2 separate regions of the Zea mays genome follow, and region 1 is linked to region 2. A link is a contact called in public Hi-C data. All regions are on one chromosome and are shown on one strand. The core of a region is the stretch at or near the end of the contact, and the rest is flanking DNA. Distances in the headings are between cores, read along the strand shown. Region 1 holds the start of LOC103632821. Region 2 has its middle 11 kb from the start of LOC103632803.

The links. Hi-C and Micro-C count contacts between places; a contact is called where the count stands out from the background.
Region 1: a Hi-C map of tassel shows a contact between it and region 2, with 5 times the contacts expected there. The contact joins the promoter of LOC103632821 here to the enhancer-like site in region 2. A contact is called at or near these places in 2 of 25 Hi-C or Micro-C datasets (ear and tassel).

The regions. Positions count from the first base shown.
Region 1 is chr1:27,321,806-27,325,866 of Zm-B73-REFERENCE-NAM-5.0, forward strand. LOC103632821 reads left to right here and starts at 2,634. Exons shown (of 7, transcript XM_008654555.4): 1 at 2,634-2,961. The coding sequence starts at 2,825.
Region 2 is chr1:27,074,517-27,078,677 of Zm-B73-REFERENCE-NAM-5.0, forward strand. No RefSeq gene overlaps it. Among protein-coding and RNA genes, the nearest start is that of LOC103632803, 11 kb to the left of the region's middle. Within about 2 kb of position 1,920, at least 18 of the 20 cell types and tissues checked have an H3K27ac peak or open chromatin away from gene starts, as enhancers often do. A contact at or near this core is called in ear and tassel, where this site is marked.

The DNA.
Region 1 (4,061 bases), core at 1,384-3,883, 250 kb after region 2:
GGATTGGCTCTCCTCAAAATCATTTCAACTGGTTCGAAAGGCGGTTCAACTGGTTTAAGTGCTTATTAGCCTTTCTGCCATCTGATTGACAGTCAGACCAACAAACTGTGGCACAGGTGGTTGAACCGGTTTTGACCCCGGATTCAACTAGTTTTTGCGCATAAGTCCCAAACGGCTAGATTTGGAGCCCCACCTATATATACTCACTCCTACCTCTCTCTTCCATAGAAGAGCACGCATTCAACTCTATTCCTAACCTGAGAAACACTCCCCACTCTCTCTCACACACATCTCTTGCCTCTGCCATTTCAAATCTTTTGAGAGAAATCTTTGAGTGAGATTAATAGTTGCGGATCTTGGTGCTTCATCTCCAAATCCAACTTGTTCTTCTTGATTCGAGCTTTGGTGCGACAACAAGATCTTTCTGGTTCATTTCTCTTGGAGCTCCAAGCTCCTAGACGACTAGGTGTCACTTATGAGTATCCAAAGCTTGTGGAAAACCACAAGACGTTTCCATTACCCACTCTTTTGAGCAAGCTCTAGTAAGTGACCTCACTTGGATCTTTGTGGTCGGTGAGGGGAGGATTAGGGTTGAAAGAGACTTGATTCTTTGTAGGTGCCTCAAAAAATTTCCCATAGACTTGTGGTGTGTATGTTTTGAGAAGTTTCCCTCTCAGATCTACTTCCTACAACCCTAAGGAACATCTAGGACATCACATACGTAAAGTTTATTTGGTGATTTTAGAGATCAATTCAATTTATTTCACATTTTCAAGTTGAACTGGTTCAAAGCGGTTGAACTGGCATGCACTATTTGAACTAGTTATTCTCAGTTCGTTTTAAGTTTTTGATGAAATTTTTAGGTGTAGCCTATTCACCCCCCATAGGCTACGTTCAATTAACTGGATCATGATTTTTTTTTCTAAAATAGGCTACACTCCTCAAATGCTTCTACCGAGAGCAGGGTGTGGAACCTTTCCTTAACTTTAGTGGTTGCTAGAAATTGTTGGAGAGTGCAGTTCGGTTTTTTAGCAATGGAGAAGAGCCTTGAAAACTCGGTTGATAGATGGGTATTATTCCAAACATTTAACTAACAAAGGAAGGTTCTCGCATCCCCAACAGATGGGCATAGCAATACCTCTATAATCATCTGCTAGTCTGCCAATGTGCTTCCACAAGAAGGAACCTTTTCACTAGGGTTCTGGGGAATACGGCCCCCTATATAGGTAGAATTCCAAATCAGCTGAACCCAAGGAGTATTCTTTCTGTTATAAACCATGTGAATGTGTTTCATTAGCAAATCTCTATTGTGCATATGAAGGTTTACCACTCCTAGACCACCATTAGCTTTTTGCATGGTAACTTTGTCCAAGGCTATCGTGGGCTTCTTTTGTGAGGTTATATCATTCCCTCTACACAAGCAATCTCTCCTAGCTCTATCAATAAATTTAACGATTGCATCCAAGAGCTTGAGAGTACACATAGTGTAGGTGGGGAGTGTAGACAAGGTGGAGTTGATAAGAGTTAATCTTCCAACCATAGTGAGCCAAGTGGCTATTGTCGAGAGTCTTCTTTCAATTTTGTTCATAATTAGAAGAAAATTATCCACCTTGGGTTTTGTTGTACCCATGCGAAAGCCCAGGTTGGTGAAGGGGTAGGATCCAATCTAACAACCAAAGACTTGGGCCAACTGAGCAATTTTGATCTCGTCCAGATTTATGGAAATAAGACATGATTTGTTAAAGTTGACCTTCAACCCAGTGGACCGAGAAAGAGAGTGAAGGATGCCCTTTAGGAAGAAAAACTATTTTTGGGACACCCTCATGATCAGAAGAGTGTCATCAGCGTATTGCACAACAGGAAAATCCAAAGAAATATCTTGCCCATTATAGCATTTTTATCGTCGTTAACTCGAAGCAACTTTCTCACAACTCACAAACATATTCTTAGAAATACTCTCCATCTAGCACCCTAAGGCCATTCTATGTGGAAGTTTAATGGGCACGATTAACTAGAGTGACACATCATCTAAGGAGGTTTGAAACTATGATGAAATAGTCTCATACAATGCATAGTTTTATCTTTGTTGTTTCCTAGGTCACATGCAAGACACATATATCTCGAAAACATTGTACATTGGATTTCATCCCCATGAAAATCATTTCATATTTTCACCATTAATACACTAACATATCATAAAAACGCTAACATGACAACCTATTTAATGTCCATAGAACTCCCACTGATAATGCCTAAGAGCATCTATAGTAATTATTATGTAGACAACTTTCTAATATGAATTTAAGAAGTTTTCAACTCTCTTCTCCAACAATTATATAAAGTAGGTCCCTAATTTACAATGTTCCTAAAAAAACTCAATTCCATCCCTACAGTTACTAACCTCGAGTCTCCTAAAATCGACGTTGGTGCTAAATTCATCACGAAAATCATACTCCAGCCACCGTATTGTGTCGTCACACCATCTTTATGACCATAAATCCATCTATATCGCTCCTTCATGTCGCTACTAACAGACAACCTCTATGCCAAGGCGTCACTAGAACACCTCCAATGTTACTTCCACGTTATGTCGCAGGGACCTCCATGGATGCGTGTGCTTGTCACCATGACCATTTGCGTTTTTATCGACAACTCTAAACTTCCAAGACGTGATGAAAGGTGGTTGATACAAACTACTCAAGTCTGCCAATGGCTTAAAACACACTTTCACAACCTGTGTACCTGACTAACCCCGTGACGTCGGAGGGTGGAGGCTTTGCCTAAACCCTCGTTGCTGGCCCCTTAACCTCACCCTAACCCGGCCATGGTGAGCTCGGATCCGGACGGGAACGGAGGCGCGCCGGACGTCTCCGAGCTTTTCTGCCACTACAACTCCCTCTACTTCCGCGATTCCCTCGGTTCGTGCGCTGTCTCATGGACCGAGGACCCACTACCTGATTGGTGAGTGCCGCCCCATCCCACATATTCGAATGGCGTACGGGTTCAAATTCCGGGTTACAAAAATCGTTGTTTCGGATGATGGATTATTTCTTGGTTGAAAGTTATCCCTTGTTTCATATTTCTTATAACTTGATTTGATACATTGCAATACAATTTGGGAGAACCTTGCCGTGAATGAATTTCAAGACCAAGACGGGCTAGCCCCTTTCGTCTCGTCAATCTATAAATCTCAGCTTCACACCTGTAGAAATCAGGATTCATGATAACCCCTTATTGTTCATTAGATTATTCCTAAAACTAAGTTTACTGCATCCAAGGGAATACTCGATTTTCAGTAATTGCACCCTGAACATAGTATGTGATCCTAAGCGCTGCATGTGGCCATCATTGCTCGCCTCTGAAGATTTCATTGATTTACTTGTTCATCTACTGAATTATGTTGCTGGAGTGTTGTCATGATGACTTAGGTATATGCTGATTTTTTTTATAAGAGGAAGGGGACAATAGAGAAAATAGTGTTAGGTCAATTGCATTGATACCTTTGGTCAGAGCTGCACACATGATATATTTGCTAGTCGGTTACACAAGATATGAGCCATCAAAGGCACTATTTGAATGGATAAAAAGGTTCGGGCCGAACAACTTGCTGACTATTTATCTTGGCAACACATTCTAATATGATTGTTTTATGACCTGCATTTATATATTCTTGTGGTTATGTTTGTGGTTCGACCGAAGCATTTAAACTAAGCTCAGACAGCTCTGAGCCCCAAAACTATGAATTTTATGCTGAATCTCTATTGCTTCGGAAGTCCTTTTGTGTGTGTTGGGGGGGGGGGGGGTACGTGTGTGTGGCTGTGTGGGTCTGAGATTTGTCCTGTCATGTTATCTAGTGAAGGCCTCTCGAATGTCCCTGGTGGTAATTCAGGAATCATCTACCATAAACAATTATGTATTCTCGTTGAATTTATTTTTGAGACACAGTTATGCAATCTTTGCATTAGGTTTGTTAAACACTGGGCATTTTCCCTTCTATTGCACATTGACCGTTTATAGCTTCACGTCTTCTTACAGATTTCAGTGGTATTAATGTGTAATTT
Region 2 (4,161 bases), core at 670-3,169:
GACGGACTTATAATAGACTTCACTGCCACGTTTATATCATACGGGTATGATGGCCACAAAATATATTTAGACCATCGTTTATTTAGAGCCCGAGCGAATAAAATAGCTTTTTGGGACGCTGACTCTACCAAGACCGACTTCATCAGATGCAATAATGGACTGCAAAGTTATATATGTTCCTCTTATCTAAAATACATACTTCATTCTTCATTCGTTCTTTTTTATTTATCGTGTTTTAGTTTAAAAATAAACTAGCGGGTGAAATTATTCGAGAACGGAGGTAATATATGAACCATCTCTTATTCGAAGTCTGAATAAAATAATTATGAAATTTCAAAGTTTTTTCTTCATCCAAACATGCAAAAAGTCGATCTAGCCGACTTTGATAGCCCTAGACCGGATCTAGACGTTGACTTTTTTTTGGCGACTTCGCTGTAGACGTATTGCTTTGCTCTATCTTGTAGGTAAATCCCTTTGTAATTGGCATATTCATCGTTGATCCATCATTCTTGTTTTTTGTCATTACTATTGCATCTGACCTAAAAGCCCGATCACATTTAGTTTTGATTCTCTTGTGGTCTTGCATATGCTATTGTGCACGTGTTGTTATAAAAAAATAGCAAGGCAATCAAATTCTATGTTCATGTAGTACCAACTACCAAGGTGTCACAACATAAAAACTACTACAAACTGTCTTGAGGTATATCTTGTAAATACAACCTGGTTTTTATTGTGTAAGTTCCTCGAATTCTCATGTTGTTGTTGCTAGTCATAATGATAGTATGATATATTAAATCGACTAATGGTAATGTTGGTAATGGTATTTATCATAGCCATCATAGTTCTAGTAATCATGGTCAAGAACTGATGCCATCTTTATTCTAGCAAAATACAGCATGTACGTCCTTATTCATCTGCAATAAGTTGACGATATATTCGTACATCAGTGATGCGCCCGTGTAGGTGGACAACGGCGCAATCAAGATGACGACCCGCGTAGATGGGGCTAATAGGTGTCAGCGCAACAGATCTGCCAGGTCATCGATTGAGATACATGTGTTTTTGATTTGGTAAAATTAGGATTACTTAGATTCGATTCGAGGTTATAGTTGTTTGATTGAGGAGGGGGTAGCAGGTCGCCGGCTCGGGCACCTATCGTGGCACTGTCGTCCGCGCGCCTGCGAGTCCTGAAGTCACGGGCAAGACCCCGCGCGCGACACCATCCTTGCAAGGTGCTCAGAACTTTTGGATGCTCATTGTAAATATTTGGAATGTGTTTGATATATAGAGATCATAGCAGTGCACATACATCTAACTAGCAAGAGAGTGTTTAGTCTCTCACTCTAAAGTTTAGTACATATCATATCGGATGTTTGAATACCAATTCCGAGTAGTAAATATAGTGTAATTGTAAAACTATTTATCGAAATGAACACTACACAGCAAGACGAATTTATTAAAAGGTTATATGTACTTGTTGATGCTAGATGATTTATAGAAAAAAATAAAATATACATTTTTATGATTGAATTAAGTCATTTTATTATAGTTACAGTCTAAAATAATAAAACCGTTTTGTGGGAGAAATATGGGAAACGCGTTTCTTGGTTACCTCTGTTTTTTTATTTAATATCGATAATGTAAACCCTGGTTCGAGGTCGCTTGGATTACTGCTGGGACTGGGAGAGGGTGAAGCCGGAGGAGGAGGATCGAGGACGGCCGCTGAGGCTGTGGCATCTGGCCTAGTAGCCGCCTGGCCTGGGGCCTTGCTGCCCATGAAAGTATCCGTAGCGAGACCTAGGCTGTCTGAGCCTAGCGCGCAGTAGGTGTCGCAGATCGGTCTGCTATACTACTGGTGGTGGCCTGGTACTTATATGGGCTCTGCCGTTGGAGATGATGGGCAAGGCCTTCCGAGGAGCCGAGATGAGGATTTAGGCCTTCCATTGAGTTGCGCTCGGGCCGTCCTCGGTGGCACGAACCAGTGGGCCAACGGGGCCAACGGGCCTAACTAATCGTGTCTGATGGATGGTCCTCCGTTCCAGAGAAATCAGACCTGCTGGCTGTGGGCCTGTGGCTGAGGAGCCGGCAGTGATCCATCGAGTGCTACTGTTTTCTTTTTTCAGAACAGCGTGCAGCAAAGGCTCACTGTGCAGTTTAAACACCTAAAAGACCCGACAAGTCGGTGTTGGTACTGAGGACGAACCCAGACCGAATGATTGCCTCGCCCTCACCACCTATTTCTTCCCATCTGAGGTCTGCACTCTCACCGGTAGTACAGCACAAACAACACACTCCCAAAGTAGACAAGTTGTGTTCAAACCGCGGATCAGAAACAAATAAAGCGACCCCGCATGCACGTCAGGTACCAACCCAAATCGGGACCCTCCCCCCGGCTCCGGCCGGTGTCTCCCAAGTTAAACGGCCGCCCGCGCCAATAATTACCACCACACCCCGGTAGAGAGATGGAGTAGAAGAAGAAAAAAAATCATCCGCCAAGCCGCGATCCGCGACCGCAGCGCATCGACGGCGCACCCCCCTCCCCTCCGGTCGTCGGTCCACAGCAGACAGGCCGCGTCATTGCAGATTACTGCACCACCGCATCGCATCATCGCAGCGGCCCGCATGAACGAACACGAGCCCCCATTTTCCGCGCGGGTTGCCGAGCCGGCAGCCCAGCGCGGACACGGGGAGCTAGCGGCGGTCAGTTCAGTACGTCAGTCACACTGGTCGCGCCGAGAGCGGGACGACGGCACGCCAACTAAGGATGAAAACGGCCGGTAACGGTCGGAAAAAACCTCTCACCGTTTTCACCCGCATAAATTTTTGTTCGGTCGGAATCGGTAAACGGGAAAGTCGGAAACGGATAACGACCGGTAAATTCCGGTATATCGAAAACGGATAAATCCGAGCAAAATAGCTCGAAATTGATCGGGAAACGGTAACTGTAATCGGAAAAGCTCACAATAAACAAATCCTAACCACACAGATGTTCATTCACATCCACATACAAGTCTCATTCACAAAAGTACACAAAACACAATCTTGTCCACATATAATTGGTCATACACTCATCCATGTCCACTCTTAAATTATAACACACAACACATAAGTCTTAAAACACGATTGTTCATTCACATTCACATACAAGTCTCAACCACACAAATATACAATACATAGTCATGACCACACATAAATGATCATACATGTTCACTAAAGTTTTAACCACATAGTATATAAGTCTTAAACACACGATACATAAACTAGAAATCATGTGACATGTCGTCTGGATCACTTGATATATCTTCTATGACATCTAAAACCCTAATCTCTAAACCCTAACGAGTATAGTTCTTATCTCCTTTGTTTTTTTTTGGACCGGAAAAATACGGTTAAAATACGGGAAAATACCGGATTTTCCCGAGAATTCCGAAAACGGACGGTAAATATGTCTCACCGTTTACCGTACCGTTTTCGTAATAACACATCTCGTTTCCGTCCCATTTTCCGTATATCCCGAAAAATATGAAAACGGTCGGAAAAATCTGGTAAACGGTACCGGGAATTTACCGAATTTTACCGACCATTTACATCCTTAACGCCAACCGCCTTGTCCGGCCCTCGATCACGTCCGTCCGTCGTCGACTGTGTGGCTACACCTACAGGCTACAGCCGGGGGCACCGGGACCCTTGGGCCGTGTGGTGTGGCTACAGTGCTAGTACATGCGTACAGCTCATCTGACTGAGCGCTGAGGGGAGACGTGGACGACGGACAAGAAGCGCGCGCGCGCGCGGGCAAAGATTAGTGGCATGATTGGTTTCGTCGTCGTCGCACTCGCTCGTCCACGCAGCGAGCCGGCGGCCCGCCGTAATCATGCTGTTGGGCTAGTGGAGTGGCACAGATCGTCGTGTCTGATGAAGTGATGGGACTCGGAGTGACTTGTGTCACCACTACTAGTGACTGAGAACCCAATAACGAAAAAGAACACCACACGTACGTTCGTACGCCAAAAGTCCGCATCTATGTCTTGTTGTGTACGTGCTGTGCCTGTGCGCGTCACTGGTGGACTATAGTAGTGTTTGAATTCGGATGAGCCTGCATGAAAAAGGTGCAAGTAAACAGGTGTCGATCCAACGGCCAGGGCGACCAACCATGCATTATGC